7 separate regions of the Mus musculus genome follow, and all the other regions are linked to region 2. The links are chromatin contacts, called in public HiChIP or PLAC-seq, capture Hi-C and promoter capture Hi-C maps. All regions are on one chromosome and are shown on one strand. The core of a region is the stretch at or near the end of the contact, and the rest is flanking DNA. Distances in the headings are between cores, read along the strand shown.

Region 1 (3,019 bases), core at 497-2,996, 450 kb before region 2:
GGCCCCCTGGGGATTTAAAAAGTCCCGAGGAGCTAAGATCAGATGTAGTCAGTACGGTGTGCATAGGACCAGATTATACTAAACCTGGGTTACCCAGGACTGGAAGCTTGGTTGGCAATACTTTGTACCTGGCGCTAGGCATCATTGCTTGGAAAGTCGAGTTTGCCCCATGTAACTCCACCGCAGGAGACCCTTGGGAGCTTATGTCTGGTTTCTCTTGGACTTCAGGACACGCACCTCAAGCCTTCGTTCATCTCAGCCTGTACCTTTTCAATGCAGTAGCCCGTGAGCTTTTGAGTCCTGTGAATCTTTCTATTAAGTTATCAAGTCAGTGGAGCCTTGGGGGCTCTGATGTACCTGACCATACAAACGCTGACAACTACTTGTAACACTAACGGCAGGTATAAAACAGCTGTCTGGGGGCGTGACTCTCCCACACTCAGACTCATCCATCACGTTATGCTAATATCTTGAGAAAGATGCCTCTGTCAAGCCACATACATGCTTAGCTTAGACTTAAGAGACTTGCCTCTACCTGCCTGGAAGCTTCTCTTTATCACACACCCAGTGGAGTCCTAACAAGAGAGGGTAATAGTGACCGCACACACGTATTCAGACACATTGCTGCATGGGGGGAACATCGAGTTCCATCCAGAAGTGTTACCGTCGGTGTTTTCAACATGGCAAAAGTCTAGTTGCTGAGTTGGGAATTTTTCTCGTGGGCTAAGATAAAGGAATCACAGAATGCAATTGCAAGAAAAATGGAATCTACTCAGCAAGTTGTTAAAACAAACAAATGAACCAGCCCCGAGACACACAGGAGAAAATAAACACAACCAGCAAGTGAGAAATGACTCTACAAGCATTACAAGTAACTAGAATTTGTCCACACAAGAACATCATCAGCTTTATCTGTTCACAGTTAAAGCCAATTTCTTCTACAAAATCTCTCTTGAACAAAGCAATGGAATTAGCCCTCTTAAGTAAGTCACCACAGAATAATATTTATTTTTAATTTAGTTTAATTTTTTACTTATTCACTTTTACTTATTTACTTATTACTGCCCCTTCCTGATTACTGCCTCCCACAATCCTTCCCCCATGCCTCTTTCTCCTCTGAGTGGGTGGGGTCTCTTGGGTGTCCTCCGACTCTGGCACTTCAAGTCTCTGTGAGGCTAGGTGCCTCCTCTCCCACTGAGGCCAGACAAGGCAACCCAGCTAGAAGAACATATCCCATGTACAGGCAACAGCTCCAGTAAAACAGGATATTTAAATAAGGATTTTTTTCCTTCTCTATTGGTGATGGTCATACAGAATAAAAAAATTATATAGCTAATGTAACTATAGAACATTCCATGTGTACATTAGGTAGCAGCTTGTCTTGGCATCATTTTCTTTCTCTGTGATAGGCTGGCTAACAAGCCCTCAAAGGTGTTCACATTCACACGTCTGGAGCGAGTGAATACAATACCATAGGTGGCAAGAGAGAATTGAGGTTAGTAATCAGTCGGCATTGAAGGGGGGATTTTTCCTGGGCAGTCTGACTAGGTCCTAGATAATCATCAGCTTCTTTGCTCCTCCCCTTCTCTTCTCAATATTGGTGTATTGATATAAAGTCTCACTACCTTACCTAGGCTGGCCTGGAACTCCCAATCCTCCTGCCTCAGCTTCCTGGGTGCTGGGATTAAAGAACTAGGTCGCCACAGTTGACTACAATTTTAAAGTAGGAGAAGGAGGTTAAGGGTCATGTTGTGGGAGAGGATGTGAGAAAGACTTAGCCACCATTCCTGGCTTCAGAGTATGGCAGAGGGCACAAGCCATAGAAGCCAAGAGCCCTGACAACACCTCAATGTTGGTCCAGTGAGAGCTGCTGTTGCTTTCTGATGCCAGCCCTAAGATTACAACAACAACAACAACACAGCTTCTATCAGAATTCCGAGTTTCTCTGCGTGAAATCAAGCAGCCCAGGAGCTTGGCAAAAGCATCCAAAGGAAACTGTGGTTCCGTACATTTCCTCATTCACTGGGGCTAGAAACTTGACTCATTCTCCGTGAAGTCTTGTGATTCAACAGACACTGGCCAGCCACACACAATGGGCCAGGAAAAGCTGGAGGTAGAGCCCCTTGGGTGGGGAGGGAGGGTAAAACCACTCACTCTCCTGTGAGGGGCAAGTCACTGTCTGAATGAAGATTCTCTGGGCTTCCCTTTGTAGCTGCCTGCTGCTGGATTCAGGCTTGGAATACGGCAAGATTTGCCTTCACCAACTGAATACTGCCTGTATTAGACCCATGTTACCTTCTCTATATTTTTCTATGTGTGAAGGAAAATTTCCCTCAGCAGCAGGGCTTTAAAAGGGACCCATGGCTCTAGGGAGTCGGGCTCATGGAATTCCTACTGAGCAAATATGCCCCACCACACACCCAGAAGCCTGGAGGTTACACAAGCAGGCAATGTGACTTAGTCCCTGCCGCAGTTTCTAGGCAGTGGGAGCCATGCCCTCCCCGCGCTCTACCTCCAATTACAGAGATTGCTCTCAGACTCTGTGCTGGGTCCTGCCCTGCCCCCTCAGATCCTGCACCACAGAGGCGTGAGGCTCCTCCCCTCTCAGACCAGTCAGTCTGCTCTGGCCACTGAGGTTGATCTGAATCCTCATTTTTTTCATTTCTCTCTGGAAGAGATATATGCACCTGTGTGTGCCTTTTGTCCCTGTGTGTGCACATGTGTGTGGATGCTCTGGGGTTAGGATGTTAGGCATCTTCCTTGATCCCTCTCCACCTTTATTCTGTTTGAGGCAGACACTGTCCACTGAACTCAGAGCTTAAGTCCGGGTTTCACCAGCCAGCTGTTTCCTCCTTCTGCAGCTGGAACCATGGCTACCCAGCGGTGAAGAGTTCTGGGGATCCAAACCTGTCCTCTTGCTCATGTGGCAGATGCTCCAGTGGCTGGGCCACTTCCCCAGTCCAACGTCTATATTTTAAAACGTTTAGGTTATAAGTAGGCACAATCGTGACACCCCCAA
Region 2 (3,144 bases), core at 79-2,578:
GTAGAGACTCCTCCTCAATTAGACCCAATGTGGTTCTGGCTCAGAAACCAGAAGCCACCCATGGAAAACCTGTGGCAAGGTACTTTTAAGTGACATGCAGCCCAGAGAGTGGAGGAAGGTGACTGGAAGACAGTATGTGTGAGCCACCAACATCATGCATGCATGCCCAGTTTGAGGGGGTGGTCTGAACTCTGAATACTTTGACACATTGTCTTTACCATTCATTTGTCTTTAGCAGATACAAATTCTGCGATATTGATGGAAGAAAATATGGTCATCAAATACCTAGGATAAAATTCACAGTGAGACAATATGTGGTGGAGAATTCTAAGCCCTACTCTGGTCAGCTGGGCAACAGAAGGACTCTTTGTCATACAAACAATTCTTTCTCATAAGTACTTCACAAATTAAGGACAGGGAGAGAAAACATGGGCTTCAGACTCCTTTTGGGGAGGTAAGATGAAGGCGGGGGTGGGGGGCAGGGGATGAGATTTGCATTTGTTCTTATTCCTACATCATTCTGGAGGTCGGAGGTCTGCATGGGCCTCAGTGGGCTAGAATGAATTGTAGTCCATACAGGGTCCCTGGAGCCACAAGGGCAGCATCCATGTCTTGGGTTTTTGTCCAGCCTCTGGCTCTCTGGCTCATGGACTGCAGCACTACACACACCATCCTCTTCCTCCTTTGGCTGTCTTACCACTTTTTCCTGAAGCACCAAACCCGAGCCTGTCTCCGGACCTGGAAATCCTTAACTTACATTAGCAGTCACTTTCTCTACATTAAGCAGCATGTTCCCAGCTTCCAAAGACTCAGACAAAAAGTTAAAAACAAAACCAACCAAACAAACAAACAAACAAAAAGCCAAACAAAGGCCCCCCTAAAACAAGCCCATCCATTTAATCCTCCTCCTAGTCAAGAAGAGTTCCTTGGGGGTGGGAGTGGGGATCTTGTGTCCCACTCATTTAAAACCCTCCTTTTCTCTTTAATGGGACCATGGTTGGGTTTTAAGCAGCATCCAGCAGATGGGGTGAAATCTTGCCTGTGAAACTGTTTACAACTTCTTCATGTACAGCCAGCATCACTTTAAAATGTGTTCTTGGCTGGAAGCATGCCATTCTAGCGACACACACACACACACACACACACACACACACACACTCAAATAAGGAAACTCAGAGTTTCCTAGGCCACTTCCCCATATGGCAAGGATGTACGCACAAAGCACCATGAGCAGGGTGCTCCCCGTGAGCAGGGAAAAGGTGTGTCCACCACCACCCAATTAGAGTGAGTGACACAGGCCAGTTAGGAAACCACAAGCAGGAGCCTATAAATCCCTGAGGGGGCTGCTGGGACATCACAGAAGGTGAAAGTCTGGCCCAGCAGCCTTCCCCAGTCAGGCAAGAAGCAGCAAGGTACAAGAATACACAGCTCCAGGTAAGAAGGTGGGAAAGAGGCAGGGGGAGACACCAGGAAGCCAGTCACCAGTCAGACACCAGTCTGAACATCAGGTCTGCTTTTAGTGGGTCCTCAGGCAACCCTCTATGAGTCTCCTAGCTTCCTCTGGGTGAGCGGTCTCCTCACCTGTGTGGAGGTCACTTTATTCCTTGATTGTTTTCTACTTCGTTTTCTCTGTTAGAAAAAAAGGGAGGGGGGGGACTACATCAGAGAGCTGCTATTGAATGTCCACAGATCCAGGTAGCAGGGGACAGACAAGCATCTAGAATTCACCTGGAGGAAGGGAGTGGGCTGGGTTCTTACCTTGGGAGGCTGAGCATCTGGGACAGAGCGCAGAGCACGTTGAAAGGCTTTGGGGACTTTCCTAGGGTGATTTTTTTTTTTTAAATGTACCTGATGCCTCTCAGAAACCATAGCTTCCAGGCAGACTGGGCAGCACTCTAAGACCTGCCTGGCACACACAGTTATTAGATAAATGAATGTACTGGTTTTTTTCCCTCCTCTGCTTCTTAAAGTCTCTTCTCTTCAGTCCCCTACTCTATTTTGAAGCCCATTTTTTCCCTTCTGAGCCCTAGCTTATATGTCTCTGACCTCAGCCTCCTTACACAGGGTGATCTTGGCCAGAGCTTCTCTCTGGGTTTCCTACTGTGTAAATAGAGGCAAAAGACTGGCCTGTCCTTCCCAGTCCCTGCTTGCAGTGGGATGTTGCTGGCTTCCGTCCGTGTTCCATATCGGCTTCCATCAACCTCACCCTCCTCTAGCTCTGCCTTACCTGGAGGCTTGCTCTCCGGGATCAGCATCTTGTTCCTACAGGCATAAGTGCAGAAGAATGTCTTCCCCGAGGCCTCTCTGAGCCTCGCCTGCCTCAATGCATTCTTTTCCTTTTCTTAGCTGGTAGTGCTGCGGGGATGGACCCTCCCTCGTGTGCTGCAGGTTGTCCTGGGCTTCCCCAAGCCATTCTCATTCCCAGCTCACCCTCAAATCCTACTGTTTTGACAGCGAGAATGGAGCGATCACGTGACCACGTCCGACTTTTTGACAGTGAGACCGGGGAGATCACGTGATCACGTCCCTCCTCCCATACCCCAGGATAGCAGCGCCAGCCTCTAGGGACAGCAGAAGCGGCAGAAGCGGGTGCTTTTTCAAGGAACTTCCGACTACTCTGTTTATCAGGTCTTCCAACTTGGCCTTTACCATATCTGCCTACGACACGCATTGCTTGGCCCACGCAGATTTTTTTTTTTTTTTTTTCAGATTCAGTAGATGTGGGTGTGTGCCCAAGGACTCGATCACACGCTGGAACTGCTTGTATGGGAAGAGCCCTTTTGGAGGACTATTTTCTTAGGAGATTAGATGAGGCTCATGCTCATTAGAGAGCCCAGGACGGAGGGAGTTATCTGTGGACAAGGAACTTGTGAGATCATTGCTTCTTGCATCTCCCGGGAGTCTTGTAAACACGCAGGTGACTTTTATTCCTGAGAGTTGATGTCTGGGCATCTGCTTTCTTCTCACGTGTTGATCATGTTGTGAGCAACCAAGCTTTCAAGAGTCAGGAAAGAGACCTTCCTTGGGAGTGAGGAATGAGTAAATGTATAGCATTGGGTGAGTGTTGAATGTTCGAGAGGTCGTAGTCATCAGATGTTTTACATGTGTGCAACAGGCGGGACTGTAGAATGAGACCCACTGATT
Region 3 (3,417 bases), core at 360-2,859, 460 kb after region 2:
GCCAGCCAGAGCCCATGAGAAAAGTCAGAGGTAGCTAATGCCTGATAGGTAGTGTTTTATCTCGAAGGATTAGGTCCTTCCTCTTCTTCTTTTCCTCCTCCTCCTCTTCCTCTTTTTCTTCCTCTTCTTTTCCCCCTCTTCTTTTTCTTTTAATTTTTCTTCCTCCTCTTATCCTCCTTCTTCCTCCCCCTCCTTCTCTTCACCTTTCTCTTCTTCTTTTTCTTCTTTCTATTCTTCTTCTTCCTCTTCTAATTCTTCTTCCTCCTCCTCCTAGTCTTTCCTCCCCCTTTTCTTACTCTTCTTCTTTTTTCTTCTAATTTTCCTGCTCCTCTTCTTGTTCATCTTCTCCTCCTTCCTCTTCCTCCTCCTCCTCCTCTTCTTCTTCCTCCTCCTCCTTCCTCTCCTCCTTTTGCTCTGGCTTTACACCAGGAAAGACTGAAGAAACAATTCTAGCTCATTCTAGTTACCAGGAACCTTGTAGAAGATACTTTTGTGGGATTTATGGGACTTAGAAATATTCTCTTTGCTAACCAATCTGGGGTGATTCAGCAAGTGGCAGCTTTATATACCGCTCTCCTCATTCATAAAACAGGACTGTCGCAGCAGCAGGCAGAGGACAGTATGTGAGCTCACTGAGGCTAGACCTGGTTTGCCTTTAGACTGGTACCTAAGTATATAGAAACTCAGTATGGTCTGCGATGAATGTCACTTGAGGATGGGTCATATGCCCAGTCAGAGTATTGACTATTGCCATCTTCACAGTCCCCTTAGACAGAGAAAGATGAAGCCATAATCTTCGTATGAGACCACCCAAAGAGGCTGTGTCTTAACTTTGAATCTTTAAGTCTGGTTTTAGGAAACCCATCACCTGGGTTATTACCACATGAAAACAAGGCATGCCAGGTCAGGGATTTGTCCCAAACAAGTGTAAGTTGCACAAATTACAAGTCCTATTATTACCAATGACACTTCTGTTAATTCACCCACAAGACATGGTTGCAATACCCATCATGTTGTATGGGCTAGAATGCTGCTTTAAGCTTTGCTGGCTTCAGCAAGTCTCAGGTCAGTGTATTTGCAGTGTCAGTGACTGACTTTACTGCTTGGAGCAGAAGGTCTGCCTGCCGTGTAAGCACCTTCACTGGGAGGGTCCTCTGAGGCCAGTGGCTTTTGCAGGCTGAAATTACGGCACCAAGAAAAGAAAGTAAGAAGTGTTTCAGGTCTGAGTTCAGTTCCCCGCCCCCACAAACACACACAAACACACACACACACACACACACACACACACACACACACACACACACACACACACACCTGAACCAAGCTAAGAAAACTAGAGAAATACATGCATTTCATCTTATTTTAGATCGATTATTGATAACATCCTTTGAGTTCCATATAAGCCAACAGTGTTTTCAGAATTTTTGTTTGTTTAATTAGCCTTTTATATTTGTATGGAACAAATTCACTGAACCCCCCCCCCCCTAAGATTCTAGAGTTTAACAAAGCAGAGTCAGTTGATAGGGATCATTTAATTTTGTCTCATGTGATTTCACTTCTTGGTGATTTGCTCAGAACTGGGTTCTGGAGCACAGTGATTCAGCGCCCTCTGCTGGTCAAACGGATATTTATTTACAAAATGAAAGCCCAAGAGTTCATTGTGAATGTCTAAACTTCATTTAGAAAGAAATAACACTAGGAGGACATGTGTAGGTCCTCTAACACCACACTCTGTAAATTCATTGCTAAATAAGTTTATCTTTTTTTTGTTTTGTTTTGTTTTCCATTTTTTATTAGGTATTTAGCTTATTTACATTTCCAATGCTATACCAAAAGTCCCCCATACCCACCCACCCCCACTCCCCTACACACCCACTCCCCCTTTTTGGCCCTGGCATTCCCCTGTACTGGGGCATACAGAGTTTACGTGTCCAATGGGCCTCTCTTTCCAGTGATGGCCGATTAGGCCATCTTTTGATACATATGCAGCTAGAGTCAAGAGCTCCGGGGTACTGGTTAGTTCATAATGTTGTTCCACCTATAGGGTTGCAGATCCCGTTAGCTCCTTGGGTTCTTTCTCTAGCTCCTCCATTGGGAGCCCTGTGATCCATCCATTAGCTGACTGTGAGCATCCACTTCTGTGTTTGCTAGGCTCCGGCATAGTCTCAGAAGAGATAGCTACATCTGGGTCCTTTCAATAAAATCTTGCTAGGGTATGCAATGGTGTTAGCGTTTGGATGCTGATTATGGGGTGGATCCCTGGATATGGCAGTCTCTACATGGTCCATCCTTTCATCTCAGCTCCAAACTTTGTCTCTGTAACTCCTTCCATGGGTGTTTTGTTGCCAATTCTAAGGAGGGGCATAGTGTCCACACTTCAGTCTTCATTCTTCTTGAGTTTCATGTGTTTAGCAAATTGTACCTTATATCTTGGGAATCCTAGGTTTGGGGCTAATATCCACTTATCAGTGAGTACATATTGTGTGAGTTCCTTTGTGAATGTGTTACCTCACTCAGGATGATGCCCTCCAGGTCCATCCATTTGCCTAGGAATTTCATAAATTCATTCTTTTTAATAGCTGAGTAGTACTCCATTGTGTAGATGTACCACATTTTCTGTATCCATTCCTCTGTTTTATCTTTTGATTTATAGAAAACTCTGGGGTTTTTACAAAACCCTGGGAGGGTCAGAGGTAGATATGGTGTGTTACACATTTTTATTTTTATTTTGCTTTTAAAATCATTTCTATTGATATTCATCCACCCTTCCTTTTACCCTTCCCCCTCCTCAGTAAAGTCAATCTCACTTTTTAACCCTTTCTGCGTACTGGCGTGTCCTACTATCCTCCTCTCTGGAACTTCTTCTTTACTCTTATCTCAAGGTCTCATCATTAAACACACCAGCACTTACCTACAGGCCACACCTCAGAGTCTCCTCCTTTCTATATGGGCAGTCGAGTACCTCACAAACTAGCTTCTATAGCTTTGGGGGCTCTGAGCCTCCTGTTTTATTTGTGGATGGTAGCCAATCCTCTGGGCATCTCTTTTAGCAAGCACACTGCTGAACGGCCTGAGACACTACTTGTGGCCTGAGACACTAGTTACATCTAACAACACTGTAGATGGAGGTTATGGAATGACCTGAAATATAAACTACAGCTGCTCCATCCCAAAACGTGTGAGTTAATGTGTGAGTTTTCTGTCTCTTCGAGGTAGTTTTTTTATTTCAGCATATCCCAACAAATCTTCCTGATAATATTATCAACAGAAGTACAAGAGACCTGTACAGTGTCCTAAGACTACTTCTATAAATGTAGCTTCTCAAATATAAGGGGAGGGCTGTGTGAGAGCCAGAGACTCTGGTCTGGCATATTTGCTACCTCATGCAACCATTCCTGCAAGGGGAACTCGACTGAT
Region 4 (3,439 bases), core at 108-2,607, 500 kb after region 2:
GTCCAATGAAATTCATAGTTACATCAAATGCTACCTAGTGGCTATTTGTAAAACTAACCCATCCCTCTGACCATGCTGTTGTTGTTCTATTTACGTTCCATGCTGTTACTTTCTATCTTCTGTCTTAAAGGATTTCCAGGCTGGAGAGATAGCTCAGGGGTTAAGAGCACTGACTGCTCTTCCAGAGGTCCTGAGTTCAAATCCCAGCAACCATATGGTGACTCACAACCATCTGTAATGGGATCTGATGCCCTCTTCTGTTGTGTCTGTAGACAGCTATAGTGTACTCATATACATAAAATAAATAGTCTTTAAAAAAATAATTTCCATTTGTAAGTGGATCAAAAGGTGGTTTTGTAAGGTGCAATTGACAAGGAAGGGAGATGACGTGGTAAAGTTCAAAGTGATGCTGTGGCCTCAAGCAGAGCTCGTTAGTTGTTTTTACATCCTTGCTTCAGTTGTCTTTAGAAAAATACACATTAAATCTGTAGGCAATTTGGGCCTTTTGAAGTTCCTTCTCTCCCCTCCTCCTCTTCCTCCTCCTTCTCCTCCTCCTCTTCTTCTCAATTTTATTTACTGTCCTATCTGCTCCACTGGCCCAATGCAACTACCCACTTCCAGATAAAGAACCTTTGACAAAATCCATTCTGGACCTCATAGCTAGGCTGTGTAGACACTTCTTTTGTACAGACAGAGCACAATGGCACAATGGTTAGCTACTGGGTTTGAGTATTTGAGAACATTTTTCCAACTGAGTTTTCAGACACATTCATGAAGTTTCTCATTTTGGTTTCTTCCCTTTGAGAAACTCACTGTGGAGCTTAGAGAAAGCTGGAGCTTTGTTTCTTCCATAATTTATTGGCCAGGAAATCAAGTATTCATTATCTTCATTGCTTTGCCACTTCCTCCTCCCTTGTCTGTGAAGACAGTCTTATGGGTCTTCCAGGACAGTGCTATTTCGTCCTCATGGCCTGGCGCAATTCCTAACAGCTCTTCATCCTCAAAAATACTTTGGTTTGAGCGCTAACCCAACAGACAGCAACTTGGTCCTTATCAGCCACAAAGGCTGATATGTTGCAGGTGCCCACTAGGTGTCAGTAGTGTAGCCTGCCAAGAACCTTCGGAACAAGCATTTCATTACAAAAGTCAAATCAAAGCAAATAATTAAAGTGTGGTTCAAAAGCTACCTGCGGCTTTGACCGGTTCAAAACAGGTGAGACAGAATCTCGGGAGGTGAGGAGGCTCAGGTGTGGGACAGGTGGCTCCTTCCTGGGATCCAACAGGGCAGAAAGGAATCCTTTCCTTATAAAGGACTTCAGTGTTTCTCGGAATGAGTCTCTTCCCAATTTACACTCACAAGATGAAGCCAGTGTTCAGAGAATGAGGAAACAGTTTCGAATGAAGAGGGATTGATTTCTCTTTATAGATATCTCTTTGAGCCCAGAACTGAGCTGCCTGAACACAGTAGATTTTAAGAAGATTTGAAAGGACGCACCTGCAGAGTCATCGCACCGGACCTCTTTGGAAATGACTTCTGGATTGCAAATAGATTGCCTCTCGGTCAGATAGTGCAGCTGGAAACTCACCTGTGCCGCAGAGGCGTGGCATACATCAGGACCCAGGTGCGAAGTCAGAGTCGCACAGGCATGGGTCCTGCAATGTTTATGGCTTTTCGTTTATGGAACTGGTTACTACTGCTGGCGGTCCTTACACGTTCCGAAGCAACATCGTATGTTAATGAGTCCTCCAATCCCACTGCCCAGCAGGCACCTGATGCTCGGTTTGCTGCTTCTAGCTCAGACCCCGATGAAGGGATATCTGTTTTTGAACTGGATTATGACTATGTTCAAATCCCTTATGAAGTCACCCTCTGGATACTGCTCGCATCTCTTGCCAAGATAGGTAAGTCCTCTAGCACAGGTTGAGGGAGGATTGTTTCTTACCTGAGTTGTCATGTATGAACATCTCTTACATGACAGACTACGATGAGTTAAGTAGACAGTAACTGCTACTTGTAGTGCGCATTTCCCTGAAGTGTGGCTGTTTAATGTTTCAGGATTGTGTTTGAAATTTAAACGCATACTTCCAGGTCCTGCATGGTTTTGACTTCATATTTCAAAAAGATAACCATGTGTTTTCTTTGTCATATAAAAATCTTATGCTATATGTTTAAAAGAATATAAAATGTAAAGTGTACAGTATTCAGGAAATACTGAAGACTACATAACATTCCCCTTCCCCCCCCTTTTTATTAGGTATTTTCTTCATTTACATTTCAAATGCTATCCTGAAAGTCCCCTATACCTTCCCCCAACCCTGCTCCCCTACCCACCCACTCCCACTTCTTGGCCCTGGTGTTCCCCTGTAGATAACATTTATTTTCTAACATAGTCTTTTACTCATTCCTAGCCACAGAACTGTAATTTTGTTAGTTGGGAGACATCTCTAGCAGTTTGCTTACACAGATATTATACAACAAAAATAATTAAAGTCACTTCTGACTTTGCAAGTTCTTTTTCTTCTTAGAATATTATGGGAACTGTTCCTGGAAACATCTGGAAGAATAACATTGAAATGAAATGGAATCTTCCACTTCTGGGGATGGGATGTTGTTTCTTTGCATTTCCCTTTGAAACACTGGAATTGTAAGAGTTGAAAGTAACTGCCTCTGCAACTCTGCTGCCCTTCATGATAGTGGGCAGGTGTTTCAAAGTGTAAAATGCACCAAGTCCTTTTCACTGCAATGTGACGAGCCTGTGGCCTGTTCCTGCCACAGCCCCACAGGTCTACTTTGCCTTAAGGCAGGCAGACACTGGATCCATTTCAGGGAGCTCCCAGTTCAAGGAAACAAGACTGGAATGGTGAAACACAGGCCCAAGAAAACACATTCTAGGCTCCTCTATGCCATGACATAATTTAGAAGTTAATTTTGATTAAAATAAACATCAATTGAAAGGCAAAAATATAGCTGGCGAAGAAGGACAAAAAGAGACCAAGGAAGTTGTGATTAGAAAACAAAGAATATAGGGCTTTAGAAGGTCTTGAGCTGGTCTTAACACAGTGAAGTCTTGCTGAGAGTAATGTCTTTTGGTGAAAATTATGCTCAACTGCATCAACCTGCTTATGCATAGAACATAAGTTCAAAATGGTGCAGTGGGGGACCCACATCTTCTCTTTATACAGCTAAATGTAAAATTCTCCAAGGAGACATTCACTGGTTCCTCATAGTGTATGGAAAGAAATCTACCTTAATTAATTTGGAAGTTAAGCTCTCCACTATATGGGACAACATCATCTTCCAACTTCTCCTTAATTTTCCCAATCCACAGTTTGCTCAAGCCAAGTGGATCATCTCTCAATGAGGGGGAGAAGTGTCTGCCAGGACCAATCCTACCCCAAGCTCCCCTCTCTACAATGCTTCTCATTCTGTTATCCAACT
Region 5 (3,269 bases), core at 101-2,600, 360 kb before region 2:
ATTTATCATGTTCAGATGACAGTGGTAATCATGGCCCAGATAGGACCCCACCTGACTGATCGTTGTCCCTTCTAACAAGGCACTGACTGGAAAACAGGGAGTGATGTAATCCATAAACAGGGCCCTTCTTCCACAGGACATCTGGGGCCTCTCCCTACTCTCTCTTGAGCTGCCTCCCATGGTTCCTCCAGCTCTAGCCACTGCTGCCCCCATTCTGGGCAGCCTGATATCTTTGTTCCAGGATTCTATCTTAGACACTGGGGCAGTGGTTTGAATGCCAGTGTTAGGAGAATTGAAGTCTTTTGGTTTTCTCAGTTCTGAAGAACCTATGGCAAAAGGAAATCTGGCCACAGTACCTGACCTAAAGAGGATGCCCAAGTAGTTTAAACTTTGTAATCATTCTTTCACTTCTCTGTAGCAAAAGTCTCTGTAGCAGTGGTGAGCTGAAGTAGCTAATTAAGGCACCGAACTGACTCTTTTGCTAAGAAGGCAGGCAAGGGGGTCTGACTACATTTTTTTTTCCTCTCGCAAGATAAGATGGGCAATAAATTCTCTTTTGGAACAAAGTAGTAACTATAATCATAAACATATTCTTCTCTTTTTTAAAAACTACTTCTTCCTCAGGTGACTCTTAAAAAAAAAAGTTTCCCCTGAGAAATATTTCTTAAAGCTCACACAAAGAAAAATGTATGCTGATATATAATAGTCACCTTATAAAGCTACAGTCTGAGGACTGGCTTTAATTATTTTCCTATTTATAAAGAGCCACAGACTCTTTTGAGTTCAGGCCCATGAGCTGAGGGTATTTTTTTTTTTTATAGTTTTCCTCTCCTCTATTGAAATAGCCAAGAAATGACTTTCACAAGTAATACGTAGTGCATTGTTGAAGCTAAACGTTGTTTTAAGTTAAGACACTTCCATTCTAGAGCTCTTGCCAGGAGGAAAACAACAACAACAACAACACGCTTCCTCCAAGGCCAAGGCCTGCCAGTGTTTCAGTAACAGGGCTTCGCTCTGGTTGGAACAGGCTGGATTGCTCCCCCACGGGAAGTGGGACCCACCGGGACAGCTAGGTGGAAAACCAGCACCACACCGGGTGCAGATACGAAGACCTTGTGTGTGTGTGTGTGTGTTCCCTCGTTCTCCGCCAGGGTCTCCTGAACCAGGGGTGCTCCTCTCCCGTCCTCCGGGGCTCCCCACCTGCCGGCAGCGCCCGTATCTCCCTGTCCTGACACTCACCATTGAATGATACCCCGGTGCAGGCCCAGGCCACTCGCAGGAGAGGCCGGCACCGCCTCCGCCATGCCTCGCCCAGCGGGCAGCGAGCGGGGCACCGGTCCTCTCCGCCGTGTTTACTTTAGAGCGGGGGCGCGCGGGGGGCGCGTGCAGCTGGGGGGTGGGAGGGGGGATGCTGGGCCCACGCCTTGCACCCAGAGGTGCGGGTTGGGGTCTCTTCCCCGCCCACCGCCACCAAAGGTCGGAGAGGCACCTCCCATGTCGTTCCCCATCCCCCATGCTGCCGCCCTTCCCCTCTCTGGCCAACGTTGGGCTAACGGATCAAACCAGGGAACAGAGAAAAGCTCAGGCATAAACTTTCGGCCAGGTCGGTGGCAGTGTTTGATCACCAAGGGTCTGTAACTGGACAGCACTTGAGAATTATTTGATTATTTCCGCACTTTGAAAAATACTGATGATCAGCTAACACCTCCTTTCCCAAAGGGTTCAGTATAACGGGCCCGGGTGGTGGTGGGACATGGGGAGGGGAGTTGGCCCGGGAAAAGCCCTTCTCTGGACAAGAGGCTGTGTTCCAGGTGACCTAGATGGTGAAAATAGAATCCCAGGGAGAGGGGCCAACGTGCAGCTTCCGGTGGCTGCTGCTGCAGACCGATCCCTCCAAGCCTGCAGGGACAGCTGTCTCAGAAGCTCACACCTTTCATGGGGAAATAGGCTATTGTATCCAGTGCTACTGGACAGGCGTGGCACACTTTTAAGACTCCGACCATAGGGATGTGACATTGGCTGCTCACTGGTTACAAGTCTCAGAAGGATGTCTCAATCTCGATGAAAAAAAAAAACATACTTGCCAATCATAATAACACAACATCAAAGTTCAACTTATAAACGAGTGAAGGGCATGAACAGGCCGTTCTCCAGAGATGACACACAGCTGTCCACAAAGTTCCTGCTCGATTCTAGACGACAAGGAGACGCAAGCCCAGGCTGAACCCATTAGAATGACTTTTTTGTTTTTGTTTTTTAAAAAAGATTTATCTATTTATCTATCTATCTATCTATCTACTTATTTTTTTTTAATTTTTTATTAGGTATTTAGCTCATTTACATTTCCAATGCTATACCATAAGTCCCCCATACCTACCCACCCCCACTCCGCTACCCACCCACTCCCCCTTTTTGGCCCTGTACTGGGGCATATAAAATTTGCGTGTCCAATGGGCCTCTCTTTCCAGTGATGGCCGACTAGGCCATCTTTTGATACATATGCAGCTAGAGTCAAGAGCTCCGGGGTACTGGTTAGTTCATAATGTTGATCCACCTATAGGGTTGCAGATCCCTTTAGCTCCTTGGGTACTTTCTCTAGCTCCTCCATTGGGAGCCCTGTGATCCATCCATTAGCTGACTGTGAGCATCCACTTTTGTGTTTGCTAGGCCCCGGCATAGTCTCACAAGAGACAGCTACATCTGGGTCCTTTCGATAAAATCTTGCTAGTGTGTGCAATGGTGTCAGCGTTTGGATGCTGATTATGGGGTGGATCCCTGGATATGGCAGTCTCTACATGGTCCATCCTTTCATCTCAGCTCCAAACTTTGTCTCTGTAACTCCTTCCAAGGGTGTTTTGTTCCCACATCTAAGGAGGGGCATAGTGTCCACACTTCAGTCTTCATTTTTCTTGAGTTTCATGTGTTTAGGAAATTGTATCTTATATCTTGGGTATACTAGATTTTGGGCTAATATCCACTTATCAGTGAGTACATATTGTGTGAGTTCCTTTGTGAATGTGTTACCTCACTCAGGATGATGCCCTCCAGGTCCATCCATTTGGCTAGGAATTTCATAAATTCATTCTTTTTAATAGCTGAGTAGTACTCCATTGTGTAGATGTACCACACTTTCTGTATCCATTCCTCTGTTGAGGGGCATCTGGGTTCTTTCCAGCTTCTGTCTATTATAAATAGGGCTGCTATGAACATAGTGGAGCATGTGTCCTTCTTACCAGTTGGGGCATCTTCTGGATATATGCCCAGGAGAG
Region 6 (3,179 bases), core at 509-3,008, 510 kb before region 2:
TCTGGGATGCTAGGATCTCTCAGGAGCCTTGTGGAAAGATGGTGTGTGGACAGTGACAATTAGGCTGATTTGCAATCAGCGGACTAACTGCCTGAGTCAACACCACCGCAGGGACATCGGTCTATTCTCACCCACCACCGTGGTCCACAGCCAACAAACTCTTGAGTTCTTAAAGACCCGACTTCTCTGGACATTTCTCCATTCTAGCAGATTACTTTCACACCATTTCAAGTGTTCCTTACCTTCTCTTACTTCACCCTGCTATGCTTCTGCAATTTATACCCATTTCTCTCCTAATCTGGAGTCAACCAAGAAAAAAAGAGTTGATCTGTACTCGTAGCTCACTTCCTTGTCATCAAATGGCCATCATTCCCAACCGCGTTAAAAAAAATGGTTAAACCCAAGGTCACTTTTCTGTCTTTATAAGCTCTGTGTCGCATGCACACCAAAACAGAACGAGAACAAAAATGCAGTACAGGAAGAAAGATGTCTTAGCTAGTAGCAGAAACTTAAAAACCCTAATCACAGGAAATTCAGAATGAGTCAACCGTGTGATGCCTAAAGCTAATGTGATCTTAGAAGGCACAAGAGAAACACAATCAAATTCTGGGTCCCCGGAGAGAACTCTGTCCCAAGGATGACATTTTGCAAACTCATCCTTGTCTGTCCCCTGGAACAGCGTGTTTAGAGGTGGCCTCCTGACAGAGGTAGCAAGGCCTTTCTTTCCTTCAATGAAAACAGTTTAAAAAAAAAAATTCATCTGAATTCAAACTGTCCAAACCAGGAGCTAGTGCGATCACCCTACATGCGTCGAGAGAGAAACTACAGCAAGAAAACCCAGGTTTTTTGATCCAGGGTTTTGAAAACACTCATATTCGCCTCATCGAGAGGAAGAAACCACATCGAGTAGCCACTTTAGGTTGGTGAAGAGACAATGCGAGCCTGGCGGCGCCAGCCGTCCACTCCTACACACTCTCCACTCAACCAACTTTGGGAGTCCGTGAGCCGACCTTAGGAAGCGACCCGGGTTCGGGAATCTGTAGAGTTACTGAACTCCGTAGGACCTGCCACCGGTGTGTTTGCTACTCCCCGGCCGAGGGCCCTTCCCAGCTTTCTCACCCTCCCGAGGTGAAGCTCCGATCCTGCAGCGTGTGCACGCACTTCCCTCTCCACACCACCCGGGGAACCACCAGGCTCGCCCCGGCCGCGGCCAGCGGCCCAGCGCCCGGCCTGCTCACCCGCGTGAGACATGGGCTCGGTGGCGTTCCCGTTGCTCTCCAGGTTGTAGACCACCACGGCCGAGGCGTTCCTCCGCGCCGCCGCCAGCACCTTGTCCTTGAAGGTGCAGCCGCCTCGCGCCACCAGCGCCACCCAGGGCGCGTTGCCGAGGGCGCCGGGCGCCACGAAGCGCGTGTCGGGCGCGCAGCCCTCCGCGGGCGCGGGCGCGCGCGGGACGCCCACCAGGCCCTGCCTCTCCTCCCGGAGCGAGCTTTCTCCGAAGCGGCCGCTCTCCGACACGCTCCACACCGTCAGGTTCGACTGCGGGTCCACGTATTCGATGCTCACCATGGCCGAGTACCACTCGAGCGCCCCGCCGCCCACCCCGGGAGTACACAAGGCCAGCGCCAGCACCGCGAGTGCGTCCCGGGCTCCCACGCCGGCCGCGGGCCGCCGCCGCGCCGCCATGGCCGCCCGGCCGGGCTACTGAGGAAGAAGAGCGCGAGTCAGAACGAGGCGACTCACTCCAGGCTGGCCCACAGCTTTGAGGAGACGGCGGCGGCTCGCGAGAGACCGCCGAGCGCGGCGGGGGCGGACCCGCGGCGCACGCGCACCTGGAGGGGCGTGACCGGGGCGTGGCGACGGAAGGGGTGGGGCCCTGCCCGCGGGCGTGAGGAGTGCGCAGGCGCCAGGGTCTGTGCCGCAGGGCTGTGGGCGGCCGAGCTGAAGCTTGCAGATGCTGCAGAGAGTTGTGCAACCCTGCTGCCAGAGTCCCCAAGTCTGGGGAAGTTTGTGCGCTCCGGGTCGGCCAGCGTGGGACTGCGGTTGTGTAAAGTTTCTCAGAGGGTGGAGTTGACTGTGCAAGGCACGCGGCAAAAGCCTGGCTGCCTAAACCACTTAAACAAACAAGCAAACAACAACAAAAACCACTAAGTCAAGTTGTCCAGATGCCTTTTGTTACAAACTCTGTAATATATTAAATTCTTTGTTGCTCTTTTCTCAATGGTTGCCTTCGAGCCCTTTCTTCCTTCTCCTTAGTTTATGTGTGCCTCTGTTTGGACGAAGACGAAGGTGCTACATTAATCAAAAGGGGGGAAAAAGGGGAAAGGATTTGTTTGGAGGTAAATGGTGGCTGATAGATAGTCCTTCGACAACACAGTGGGTGGATACTTTCAGTGTACCATTAAAAGATCCTGAACACACTAAACATAGTTAAATGCAAGTATGGTAACTCTGCTCCGGTAAAATCTTGAGTAGAGCTGAGATTTGAGATGCTCTGGTAGATCAACCCCAGCGAACCTGAAAGGTATTTCCTTTGAAGAATGTGAAGTCTGACTAGACCCGAATAAACACAGGAGATCTCTCCATAACGCTGAGGAGACATCACACCCGAGTTACCAAATATCAAAAGACATTTAAAATACCTCTTCATATATGAGCTACTGAATATCAAAATGTATTTAAACCTAAGAAGTGGACACTTAAGTGATGGACTTAATGCATAGCTATACATTGTTAGGCACTATTCTGAAGACATACACACACAGGCATATACTGTGACAGACCTTCAACTCATCCCTAAGCCTGACTTATATTATCCTTTTTATCTGAGGGGCCTCAGGTCACCTCACAGATCTCTGTTGTATTGGTCAAACCAGTTTCTCCTGAGAACCAGTTCTATAAAGGAACACCAAGTCTTTAATTACACTGGACTTTCAGCAGAGGCCTGCTTCGATTCTGATGGAGCAACTGAACTCATGATTTCAAAACTCACTCACTATGCCGTTGTGCTGCCGCATTTCTGAACCATGTTCCCTGTGAGGCTTGCTCATGTTGTTTCCCCCTCTTTACTCAGTGTGAGCAAATGCCAAAAGTCCCCTTTGTGTGGCAATAAACTGTGTGATTCGTGAAATCATCGTCAGTCTCTTTATTTCTACCAAACAAACCACTAAGGAGCTGGA
Region 7 (3,458 bases), core at 264-2,763, 430 kb after region 2:
ATCTTTGACCCAAAATTTTTCTTGCCTTACATGATAAAGATGGAGTAGAGATTGAGGGAAAGGCCAACCAGTGACGGGGATAATGAGCAGGCATAATAATCAGATAAGAGGAATGCCAAGGGAAGAGGAAACGTGTTGTAATTATACTTTAATTTATTTGCAAACATTAAAAAATTTAAAAAAATAAATTTAAGTAAAAAGATCTGAGTCCATTTGGAACATAGTCTGTTGTGTGGTGCGAGTGGAGAATTTGTTGCGTAGTTTTCCATAGGGCGACCTAAGTTACCACACTACGTCTAGTTTGTGATGCTCTTTCCTATTTTTAAAAATTTCCACACACAGTTAGACTTGTTTCTACACTGTCTCCTCTTCTGTTCCACAGGTCAGCTCTCTCTATTCATGAGGGTGCTCCGCAATGATTTTACTTGTACCAAGTGTTAAAGCCTGAGTTTCCTGTGGTGACTAAGACCTTCATCTGATCCCAAATCTCCTGTGGTTCATGATGTCCTGCTTTTCTCTTCCAAAAACAGTTTATAAAGGACACATTAAGCTTCGAAGGAAAAGCTGTTGATGAATTCACTTCAGGAGACCACACTGGCAGTAACTTTGGGCTTAACTTTAAGGTCTATATTCAGATCTCTGAGGTTTGATAAGGACACTCCCAACGCCCAGGCACTCTGAATGTACCTCAGCCTGAATTAAACCATTATCATGAACAATGCCTGGTCTATCCGTTTCCCCTTCATCCTCAGTATTCCTCCTTTAATCCCATTTAGATTTTGGATTACTGGGCTGTCCCTGTCACACCCTGGGAGTCTAAGCTCATGTGCCCTCATGTGCTTTCCTCTGAACCTGCAATAGGTGGTAGGAAAACCTCAAATCCTTTTGGGATTTGAGCTAGTTCCACAATTAGCATGAATACATGATTTTATTTATTTATTTATCTATTTATTTATTGGCTTAGACCTGCCCTCAGTTGCTAACTCTTCTCTTAGATTTTCACCTTCACCTCAGGTCAACACTTACCTTGCCCCCACTCTGACATGAACTTGGGCTCTGCTTTTATTTTATGCTCTTCTCCAGCCTTGTGCTGAAACAATCCCCATGGTTTGCTGTGCCCCGCTGCTTCAGCTTGTCTTTATGGGGAGAATAGGCTCCGTTTAATTAAGAGGCTTTGGGACTAGTGTGGTCTCACGGTCCTCTAAATTGTTTTAATTACAGTGCAGTTCTTAATTAGGCATTCCACGGTGCACAAGCATAGCCTCCGAGCCTTTCAAAGCTACGGTTATATCACTCTCCTCATTGATAAATTATTGCTCTGTAAAAGTGATGCTGGAGAGAGAGAGTTCATCAGAAGAAAGCCTTTAGGTTTGAAATGAAAGGCAAGGTTGGCAGTGCTTGTTTTAGAAGAAGGGGGAGGAGGAAGAGGAGGAGGAGGAAGTAAAAAAGAACTCCCCTGTTGAGAAACCGTGTCGAATGTTAACATTTGGTACAGGAAATTCCTGTAAAGGAAGCAGGCTTACTCACCATTTCAACTAAACCTAACCACAACCCCTTTCTTGTCAAGGAGGCTGGCCAGAGGACAGCTTTGAATGCTTTATTTCAGGAGTTTTCTTCCGTGGATAAAGGTAGTTTACTTCATTTCTCCTTTGTTATGACTGGGCATTTTCCAACACCAGAGGTCCTTTACAAAATTCCAAGGTTGTCCTTTTCTGTCCAGGTATAACTTATTATTTCAAAACTGTATGGGTTGGATAGTCCTTAAATCTTCTTCAAGTAACTCTCTTGCTAAGAAAAAAAAATGTAGCAGAACCCTTTGAAAATGGGTGTTTTTCACACTTTTTTTTTCAGATGCACAAGCTGGCATTCACTGACATAAAGACTTGAATTTCTTTATTTGTTGTGTATGTAAGAGCAGGAAACAAAGGTAAGAGACCAGAATATTCTTTCCCTAGATTCCTTAACCCCTAATATATATTTTTAAAGGACTTAAAAAGTGAATTGCTAAAGAGTTGCTTTTTGTGGAATATTTTTAATCACAGGTGTGCTATTAGGCAGCAACATTTGTATCTCAGTGTCGGTTTTAACCTTAACTTGTATAAGTGACTAGTTACAAAGTAAACCTTTGTTTTAAACAGTGATTCTTACATTTTATTGAAAGGATTATAGAGGGATTCAATCAAATGCGGGTCAAATCTGAATGGCCACATTACTTGTCCATCTTTGGAGGCAAGCACTGAACAAGCTGCTATGGACCATGTGAGCATTATCAGTATTCTTTGACTACTGCAATTATTAGACTAGGCCATAGCATCTCTTTTTTATTTGTACTTTAAGGGTGTGCACAGGACTGAGAGGCTTCCTGGTGATTCATTCACAGCTTTCATTTTTCTCCTCCCAGCAAAAGCTTTGTTCTTTGAAAAACTTAGCTCATTATTACTCTAAAATATGGTCAAATTGGGTATCTTTTGAATAACTTCAGGCTAACTTTTTCTGCTTCTGAGAAAAAGAGAGAATTTTTAAATAAAAGCCTTCTGGAAAATTTTAGGAAAGAGACCTTGCAGATCTTCAGATCATCTCACCGGCCTCCGACCTCCTTCTGTAGAGAAGGCGAATAGTGGTGGCAAGATGAGAAACTTTGAAACCCTCTTCCTCCAGATATGATTCTCCCTTCTACTACTGAACAGGTATGTGGTCATTGTTTCATAACGGGCACCGTTGCTATGAGTGATGCAACATTTGGTTTTCTACTGGGACAATAAGAATGACAGCACACATGTTTTACAGAATGACAAACTTGAGTTTTACATTTGCTGGTATCTGTCAGTCATTTTTACTCCCATATGCAGAATTGGCAGCCATGTTGGTTTAAGTTGGCCAGTGCTCAACAAGTACGATGCTCTACTCTTGGATGATCTCTTTGGAATTCCTGATGCATTTGGGTAATGGTAGAATGAGATTGTGTAGTCTTTTAAAAACAGACATTGGGAGGCAAGGGCTTGAAGTATGGACTTTTCAGAATGGCTTTGTTCTTGGCTGGTCTGTGGACAAAAACAATAATGGTAGCTACCATGACTGCTGAGAATACTGTATATTCTGAAGATTTTAGTTGGAATATTTTATAGATGTCTAGTAAGCCCACTTGAGCTGTGGTACTGGTTAATGCCCAAGTTTGTTGATGTTTTATCTGGATTGATAAAAAATGGGATATCCAAATCATTTTCTCTTTTTGTAGCTGAGTGAATCTGTTTGTGTCCAGTACTGTTTTTTAGCTGAAATCTGGTACCCCAGTGTTCAGCACATTTACAGTGATTCTGTTTTCTTGATGAATTACTTTGTTTAATAATGTGTATTAACTTTCTTTTAGTATGACATGGGGTCTAATTTCTTAGATATAAATATAACTATTCATGTTTATATTTTTGCTTCAATTTGCCTGGCTTTTATTTGTTTGTGTG

Evidence for each region. Promoter capture Hi-C pulls out the DNA fragments that hold promoters and counts their contacts. HiChIP or PLAC-seq counts read pairs in DNA pulled down with a chosen protein or histone mark. Capture Hi-C pulls out chosen DNA fragments and counts their contacts.
Region 1: a contact with region 2 is called in an H3K4me3 HiChIP or PLAC-seq map of craniofacial prominence, with 6 times the contacts expected there. The contact joins the enhancer-like site here to the promoter of Il1r2 in region 2. A contact is called at or near these places in 6 of 39 promoter capture datasets (the 3T3-L1 cell line, the C10 cell line, embryonic stem cells and 2 more), 3 of 115 datasets of contacts at active chromatin or transcription factors (bone marrow-derived macrophages, craniofacial prominence and large pre-B cells) and 1 of 9 other capture datasets (adipose tissue).
Region 3: an H3K4me3 HiChIP or PLAC-seq map of bone marrow-derived macrophages shows a contact between it and region 2, with 11 times the contacts expected there. The contact joins the enhancer-like site here to the promoter of Il1r2 in region 2. A contact is called at or near these places in 17 of 39 promoter capture datasets (the 3T3-L1 cell line, 3T3-L1-derived adipocytes, the HPC-7 cell line and 10 more), 1 of 484 Hi-C or Micro-C datasets (bone marrow-derived macrophages), 2 of 115 datasets of contacts at active chromatin or transcription factors (the 230-238 cell line and bone marrow-derived macrophages) and 4 of 9 other capture datasets (adipose tissue, liver, macrophages and 1 more).
Region 4: a promoter capture Hi-C map of stem cell-derived epiblast-like cells shows a contact between it and region 2, with 2.6 times the contacts expected there. The contact joins the promoter of Slc9a4 here to the promoter of Il1r2 in region 2. A contact is called at or near these places in 10 of 39 promoter capture datasets (the 3T3-L1 cell line, the HPC-7 cell line, the SN4741 cell line and 6 more), 1 of 484 Hi-C or Micro-C datasets (bone marrow-derived macrophages) and 4 of 9 other capture datasets (adipose tissue, embryonic stem cells, liver and 1 more).
Region 5: a contact with region 2 is called in a capture Hi-C map of embryonic stem cells, with 3 times the contacts expected there. The contact joins the promoter of Rfx8 here to the promoter of Il1r2 in region 2. A contact is called at or near these places in 8 of 39 promoter capture datasets (the 3T3-L1 cell line, the C10 cell line, the HPC-7 cell line and 5 more), 1 of 484 Hi-C or Micro-C datasets (bone marrow-derived macrophages), 2 of 115 datasets of contacts at active chromatin or transcription factors (the 230-238 cell line and large pre-B cells) and 3 of 9 other capture datasets (embryonic stem cells, liver and macrophages).
Region 6: a promoter capture Hi-C map of pancreatic islet shows a contact between it and region 2. The contact joins the promoter of Rnf149 here to the promoter of Il1r2 in region 2. A contact is called at or near these places in 8 of 39 promoter capture datasets (the 3T3-L1 cell line, 3T3-L1-derived adipocytes, the C10 cell line and 3 more), 1 of 484 Hi-C or Micro-C datasets (cortical neurons), 4 of 115 datasets of contacts at active chromatin or transcription factors (the 230-238 cell line, large pre-B cells, pro-B cells and 1 more) and 2 of 9 other capture datasets (liver and pancreatic islet).
Region 7: a promoter capture Hi-C map of hematopoietic stem and progenitor cells shows a contact between it and region 2. The contact joins the promoter of Il18rap here to the promoter of Il1r2 in region 2. A contact is called at or near these places in 14 of 39 promoter capture datasets (3T3-L1-derived adipocytes, the HPC-7 cell line, HPC-7-derived erythroid cells and 11 more), 1 of 484 Hi-C or Micro-C datasets (bone marrow-derived macrophages), 1 of 115 datasets of contacts at active chromatin or transcription factors (bone marrow-derived macrophages) and 4 of 9 other capture datasets (adipose tissue, embryonic stem cells, liver and 1 more).

Annotation. Positions count from the first base shown.
Region 1 is chr1:39,634,330-39,637,348 of GRCm38.p6, forward strand. The region is part of intron 2 of Creg2 (cellular repressor of E1A-stimulated genes 2); the gene reads right to left. Among named protein-coding and RNA genes, the nearest start is that of Creg2, 15 kb to the right of the region's middle. Within about 2 kb of position 1,747, at least 75 of the 459 cell types and tissues checked have an H3K27ac peak or open chromatin away from gene starts, as enhancers often do. A contact at or near this core is called in bone marrow-derived macrophages and craniofacial prominence, where this site is marked.
Region 2 is chr1:40,083,386-40,086,529 of GRCm38.p6, forward strand. It overlaps Il1r2 (interleukin 1 receptor, type II), which reads left to right and starts at 1,329. Exons shown (of 9, transcript NM_010555.5): 1 at 1,329-1,434. Gm16894 (predicted gene, 16894) reads right to left here and starts at 2,466. Exons shown (of 4, transcript NR_037980.1): 1 at 2,228-2,466; 2 at 1,759-1,902; 3 at 1,582-1,629.
Region 3 is chr1:40,543,247-40,546,663 of GRCm38.p6, forward strand. The region is part of intron 11 of Il18rap (interleukin 18 receptor accessory protein); the gene reads left to right. Among named protein-coding and RNA genes, the nearest start is that of Il18rap, 30 kb to the left of the region's middle. Within about 2 kb of position 1,610, at least 7 of the 459 cell types and tissues checked have an H3K27ac peak or open chromatin away from gene starts, as enhancers often do. A contact at or near this core is called in bone marrow-derived macrophages, where this site is marked.
Region 4 is chr1:40,578,870-40,582,308 of GRCm38.p6, forward strand. Slc9a4 (solute carrier family 9 (sodium/hydrogen exchanger), member 4) reads left to right here and starts at 1,358. Exons shown (of 12, transcript NM_177084.3): 1 at 1,358-1,902. The coding sequence starts at 1,647. It overlaps Gm35801 (predicted gene, 35801), which reads right to left and starts at 1,793. Exons shown (of 2, transcript NR_168311.1): 1 at 1,587-1,793.
Region 5 is chr1:39,719,639-39,722,907 of GRCm38.p6, forward strand. It overlaps Rfx8 (regulatory factor X 8), which reads right to left and starts at 1,351. Exons shown (of 15, transcript NM_001145660.1): 1 at 1,240-1,351. The coding sequence starts at 1,304.
Region 6 is chr1:39,575,589-39,578,767 of GRCm38.p6, forward strand. It overlaps Rnf149 (ring finger protein 149), which reads right to left and starts at 1,759. Exons shown (of 7, transcript NM_001033135.3): 1 at 1,239-1,759. The coding sequence starts at 1,686.
Region 7 is chr1:40,513,849-40,517,306 of GRCm38.p6, forward strand. Il18rap (interleukin 18 receptor accessory protein) reads left to right here and starts at 1,514. Exons shown (of 13, transcript NM_010553.4): 1 at 1,514-1,628; 2 at 1,852-1,927; 3 at 2,549-2,687.